Linked DNA regions of Mus musculus: region 2 is linked to region 1. Evidence: chromatin contacts called from public Hi-C data. All regions are on one chromosome and are shown on one strand. The core of a region is the stretch at or near the end of the contact, and the rest is flanking DNA. Distances in the headings are between cores, read along the strand shown.

What was found. A called contact is a pair of places that touch in the nucleus more often than the background predicts.
Region 2: a Hi-C map of Sertoli cells shows a contact between it and region 1, with 2.3 times the contacts expected there. The contact joins the promoter of Pigk here to the enhancer-like site in region 1. A contact is called at or near these places in 3 of 39 promoter capture datasets (epiblast stem cells, hippocampal neurons and maxillary cranial neural crest), 2 of 484 Hi-C or Micro-C datasets (the 3T3-L1 cell line and Sertoli cells) and 1 of 9 other capture datasets (adipose tissue).

The regions. Positions count from the first base shown.
Region 1 is chr3:152,623,477-152,626,650 of GRCm38.p6, forward strand. The region is part of intron 5 of Ak5 (adenylate kinase 5); the gene reads right to left. Among named protein-coding and RNA genes, the nearest start is that of AI115009, 42 kb to the right of the region's middle. Within about 2 kb of position 1,720, at least 7 of the 459 cell types and tissues checked have an H3K27ac peak or open chromatin away from gene starts, as enhancers often do. A contact at or near this core is called in Sertoli cells, where this site is marked.
Region 2 is chr3:152,712,019-152,715,362 of GRCm38.p6, forward strand. Pigk (phosphatidylinositol glycan anchor biosynthesis, class K) reads left to right here and starts at 2,082. Exons shown (of 11, transcript NM_025662.5): 1 at 2,082-2,209. The coding sequence starts at 2,117.

The sequences.
Region 1 (3,174 bases), core at 470-2,969:
TAAGGGCACGTGTTTTCCGACCCTTCTTGTCACTGTATACAATCCACTCGGGTCAGTCTGGGATGCAGGGAAGCTGCAGATAGGACCTGTTTCCTACAAATGTCACCTTCCTTCCTTCCTGTGTCTGATTATTTCAGCTAAGAATTAGGCCTTGGTGATTAAGAAAGAGGAATCAGAATTTCCCCTGATCTTAGACGCCGGCCGTGACTGAGATGAAGAGGGAGCACTAAGAGGCAGGTTTGTGGAGGGAGACACGGCCCTGAGGGCATACCAGCTCAGCCAAGACGAAGAAGCCAAAGAGTTCTATCGCACAACAAAGTGAGCAGTAATGTGTCTCCCACTCACCATGGCCGACAGTAATTTTGAATATCCTCACTACAAACATTGATGTGGACACATGGAAATACGTCTTAAATTGCTCAGGGGAGCCATTCTACAATGGATATGTACTTTGAAACGTCATTTTGTATATAACAAAGAGGAACGTGTAATTTTTATTTGTCAATTTAAAGCTATTAATTAAAAGATCATTGTGATAAGCAAGAATGCCTCTGAAATAAGGAAGTAAAGGGGGGAGTCCCAAGTCAGCTGACACTTTCTCCCCAGTATTTTCATAGAACAAACGCATGTCTGTAATGCGGATGGTCAGTCGTGTGGATTGAGTGAAATCTGGTTCGCCAAGGTAAGGCGGGCTAGCAAGAGAAGGAGCCTCAACAGTGGCAGCGCCGAATGGGGCGGGCCTTGAACTGGGGAAGCTTGTCAGAAACAAGATTCCTGAGGCCAGCTCCTCAGCACTGGCTTTAATTGCTGCTGACCAGAGAGAGGTACAGTGTGAGAGATCAGTGCAGGAGCTCAGCGAAGACTCAGAGTCACTGAGCTAATGGGACTGCTACGATTAAACGTAAAGACAAGACACTGCGTTGTCACGTCTTAGGGAAATTAATAGTCTACGAGACATTATTTATAATTTGGGTGTTTTCTGTGGAGAAACTGTTTCCTGTCATTTCTATGACCCTGCCATGTTCTCTTCCAGCCCCAAATGTACACACGTTGTGTTTACTACCCTAGGGGCCTGTTACCTAGGGCACTGTCCCTTCCACAGTCAGGCATAAGCCGGATTAGTCATGTCCGCTGAATGGAGCGCATCATTAGCGGTTTAAAAGTACAACCATCAACATTAGTTTATGAAAAATACATTTCTGTGGCTTAATGGTGCCGAGCTTCATCCAATAAGAACAGCCAGGGCGCATTAGGATACAAACATGCAGAGATTTAACAGAGACAATTAAAGGTGTTGTTGCCATAGATCATAGTGACAGCAAGTAAGCAATGCATACTTATGAGGCTATTTTCCCCAGAGATATCGTCTCCACCATTAAGTTGGCTATTTAGGTATCTAGTTTATTTGCTTAGTTATTCATCTAATATTTACTGATATCTTACTATTAGGACCTAGAAGATGGAGTTCTAGGAAGGTAAAAGAACGGGGGCCAATGACAGCACAGGGGCAGACAATGGAAGTTAACAGAACATTCTGAAAAGCCAGCAAGCCTGGGCTGTTCATGGCGACATGCCCCTTCTGTGGCGACTTCAAATACAACATAATGAGGAACAGTCACTATGAGTTTCATTTTAATCATCGACTAAGAACCCCAGGTAGCCTCTAATAGCATTAGGCTGTCAGTACTGACACAGAGCCAAGGCCCAGCCAGGCGTGGTGATGCTTGCCTGTAATCCCAGCTACTGGGGTGGCTAAGGCAAGATGACTGTGGGCTCAAGGGCAGTCTAAGTTATGCAGTGAGACCTTGTCTCAAAAAAAAAAAGATAATAAATAAAAGAAAAACAGAAGGACTTTGTCATACTGAAGGGGAGAGAAAGCCAGGGCAGAGTGCCAGGGTTTCCTGCCTCTGTGGGCCAAGTCTCATCTTCCCAGTTCACGGTGCTCAATGTAGGGACACTGAGGCCGATGACACTTGGGTGATCAGACCAAATACAGAGAAAACAATAGATAGGAATGAGGAAGAATCAGATGCTGATGACAAGTGATGCTGCCATCACCATAGTGATTTAACAACAGATAGGAATGGAGGAAGAATCGGATGCTGATGTCAAGTGATGCTGCCATTGCCATAGTGATTTTCCTCAGCAGATTTGGCAACAGCGCTCAGCCAGTTTCTAAGCCAGCCTGTCTCCATATCCTTACCAACGCTGAACGTTTAAACCCATAATGTTGGACAGTAATTGTCCTTGGTATGGGACTGCCAACTTGATTCAAACCATCTACTGTGCAGATAAATGCAAGGAAGCAGAACTACCCGGATGCCCTTAGAAGTGCACAGGCCAGCAGAAAATAGCAGAAAGATGTCCTCTTCTAACCAACTTACTTTACATACTGGTTTTACGCACCAAAGCTTGCTGTGTTCACGCAGAGGCAAATACTGGGAAAGCTGGGACATTCTTCAAACCAAAAGTGCATTTCAGATCAGTAAATGCATTTCTTAGAGGAAGATGAAACTCAAAGGTATATTAACTGCAAACTGATACATTAAGAAGAGAAAATAGGTATGAAGTTATGTATAGCTCTATTAACTTACTGAATGGAAAAATTCACCTAAAACATTAGATTAGTGTGTATGAAGGATTTAGAAGTTATATATATATATATATATATATGTGTGTGTGTGTGTGTGTGTGTGTGTGTGTGTGTGTGTGTGGTGATTTTTTTCCTTTTTAAAAGATTTGCCTTTATTATTTTAAATTCTGAGTAGACATGTGTGTCTGCATAAGGATATGTGCATGTGATGTAAACACGTGGGAGTCCAGGGCCCTTGGATCCTCCCATGGTGCTAGACTTACGGACATCTGTAAGGTCCCTGCCATGGGTGCTGATAACTGAAGTCTTTAACGAGTGTTCTTCATTACTGAGTCATCTCTCCAGCCCCCAGTTTCTTTTTCTTATGTATATGCTACTCTGATTTGTGTGTCGGGAAGATGGTAACACTTAATGACAGATGCGTGCTCCCTACAGCTGTATTTAAAGCTAGTGCACACTTGCTGCTTAGTGTGCACTCAAGGACAAAGACATTCATGAAAGAATTCATCAAACCATTCCTGACTGAGGAAAGACGGTGTCTGCTCTGCTCACTAACACCAATTCTCTTTGCTTCGACAAAC
Region 2 (3,344 bases), core at 832-3,331, 89 kb after region 1:
GTTCTCTGAACTGCAAGTCCAATGTAACCCTCACCATTCCTCTGTTAATCTAAACTTCTTTCTGCTCTGGAGTGTGCACACAGGTTGCTGTGTTTGTCCTGACAGCTTTTCTGTTTGTCCTCAGCTTCACTGTGACTTTCTCTTCTCCTTGGAGGCTGTTCGCCACTGGCCCTCGTGGAAAAAGGGAGCAGAAGTGGGGGACCAGGGTTCAGAAAGCTAAGAATACCAATGCATTGACTTCTGGGATCAACTTCAGTGAGACAGTTCAACTTTATACGGGGCTGTATAGATCTTGGGGAGTGTGTGGGGACTTACAAGGTGGGTAAATGTTATTGGTGGGGGGGTAAGCCTGGGAATGCTTCATTTACATGAATTTCAAGAAGAACCTGCTGAGCAGGTTTCTCCTCAGAGATTTTGGAGGGTTACTGTGGATCCATCTCATATACAGTCACCAAACCCAGACACTACTGTGGATGCCAAGAAGTGCTTGTTGACAGGAGCCTGATATAACTGTCTCCTGAGAGGCACTGCCAGAGCCTGACAAATACAGAGGTGGGTGTTTGCAGCCAACCATTGGACTCATCATGGGGACCCCAATGGAGGAGTTAGAGAAAGGACTGAAGGAGCTGAAGGGGTTTGCAACCTGTAGGAAGAACAACAATATCAACCAACCAGACCCCCCAAAGCTCCCAGGGACTAAACCACCAATCAAAGAGTGCACATGGAGCGACCCATGGCTCCAGCTGCATATGCAGCAGAGGATAATTTTGTTGGGCATCAGTGGGAGACGAGGCCCTTGGTCCTGTGAAGGCTAGATGACTCAGTGTAGGGAAATGCTGTCAGTGTAGGTCAGTCTGTTGTAGTAGAAGCAGTGGGAGGGGTGATGGGATAGAGGGTTTCCAGAGGGGAAACATGGAAAGAGGATAACATTAAAAATGTAAATAAAATATCCAATTAAAAAAAAAGGGCTTTTGTGGGGAGTGAAGAGATAGCTCAGTGGTTAAGAGTACTGGCTGCTCTTGCAAAGGTCCTGGGTTTAGTTTTCAGAACCCACGTGGTGATTTAACAACCATCTCTGGTTCCAGAGGATCTGATGTCCACTTCTGACCTCTGCAGGCAATGCACACACATTGTGCTTAGGCATATATGTAGGAAAAATATCCATACACGTTACATAAAATCCAAAAACTAAAGTTGTTTTGTGTGTGTGTGTGTGTGAAACAAAAAGGACACAAAACACTTTCAAGCAAAACTGGCCATGGTAGCACGTGCTTTTAATGTCAGCACGTGGGAGACAGTGGTAGGCAGGTCTCTCTGTGAGTTCAAGGTAGCTTTAGGTCAGGCAGGGCTTCATAATGAGACCTTGTCTCAAAAAAAATTAAAAGAAATATTCAAAGAATAATTAAAATGGATGAGTAATAGTGTTACAACAAAAATTTTTTTCAAAATTAGAAAACAGAATGACCAGAAATACTGTATATTTTTTCCCTTCTGTATGGTGTCTGTGTGTACGTGTGTGTACGTGTGTGTACGTGTGTGTGTGTGTGTGTGTGTGTGTTTACAGGCCCACTTATGGAAGCCAGAAGCAGGTGTTGGGTGCCACCTCTTTCTGACTTGATCTCTTGAAGCAACATCCTTCACTGAACCCATTTTTTTTCCCCTGTAGGTTGGCAGTCATTAAACCCCAGTGATCATATTTCCATTTTGTCGTCCTTTAAGATTTAGAAATCTTGGACCACATAGCCAACTAACTGATAGCACCACACCAAAGGGAAACATCAAATATTGTGGATCCCCAAATTATCTTTTTAAAATTTCCTCCTTAAATATTGTGTCTATTTTACAAAACAAACCTAGAAACATAGCTGAGTAAGTAATTCTCCAATTAGGTTGCCCCGGCCACTCCAGAACCTGAATGGAGGAAGGTGTATGCGGTGGCAAACAAAACAAAACAACAAAATGAAGCAACAAAACAAAACAAAAACTAAAACAACTCAAGGCCACTACCATGGGAAGAACAAACCAAACCACACCCCCCCGTGCACGGCAGCGGCAGCGCTGCTTTACGGCACTCGCCCCGCCCCTTTGCTCTTCGGGGCGTGAGAAGCCGGCAAACATGGCGGCCCCCTGCTTCCTCACTCTGCGGGTGGCTACCCTGGCCGCCTTGGCGCTCTTGTCTCTCGGCAGCTCTGCCGCTGGACACATCGAGGTAGGCATCGGTGTCTGTTGAGGACCGACCCCAGGGAGGACCGTGTGACTGTGAGCGCCTCAGGTGCAGGACGCACGGCCCCTGAGGGCAGCCGCCTGCAGCGTCTTCCCTCCCCGGGCTGTGTTGTGGGATTCAGGACCGTCCGTCCTGAGGACAGGGACCGGACACAGCCTTTTAGAACGCCCTGTTAAGAGTGCGAAGCCAGCGGTGACGAGGGAGGAGGACCCGGTCCTCTGCTCCTGTGACAGGCAGGGCACGCGTGGGGACTGTCATGGCTTTGGTGTTTTGCTCCTCCGCCCTGACCTCCTCCTCCCTGAGGCTGCAGGACGTCTGGTTTCTTTACGATGCTGTTACCAGCGATTTCCCCAGCGACGCGACTTGGATTTCTAGCATTATTTTTTAGACCTGCTTGCCCGGGCGTCAGCACACACTGTAAAAACACCTCGTCCAAGTTTATCACCGAGGCTGCCCTAGTCTCCTAACTCAGCAGGGGCAGTTCTGGTTTAGTCTGTTCTCTGAGCTGAGGACGGAGTAACTTTTCAAATGCTGACCTGATCATGTCACTCAGGACCCCTTCTTGAAATCTCTTACACCTTCTTTAAATGTCTAGCTTTGTTAAGCTTTCAGTTTCACAAACCACTGGGACCCTTTTGCCATTGGCCCAATTTTTTTTTTTTTGGTCTGGAATTGTCTTTTCATCTTTTGGGTATTCGCCCAAAATGTCACTTCTGTAGGGAAACCTTCCCTTACAAAGTCATGTTCCCCTGTTACAATTACAGACCACATTTGGTGTCTTTATATATTGTGTGGTGAGTTCTTTGCTAACGTGTGTCTATTTAACTGGACAGTAATCTCTGATGAAGGCACGCACTGTGATCTGCTGTCATCCCCGACAGGATAGATGTCTAAGCATACAGTGAATCCGTAATTGTACATTGTAGTGCAGTGCATTTACATGTCCACCTGTATTAAACTCTGATGTGCTTGAGAGAAGATTGCATGCCTTTTGGTGATTTTCCTATCACCGTATTCCGTGGTGCTTGGCACGTAGAAGGTGCTCCGTTAACTAAATGTTGACTGATTAACGTTACATTGCTGCTACAGAGTTCTCAGTAAAGTTTCAATGGAGCAACAA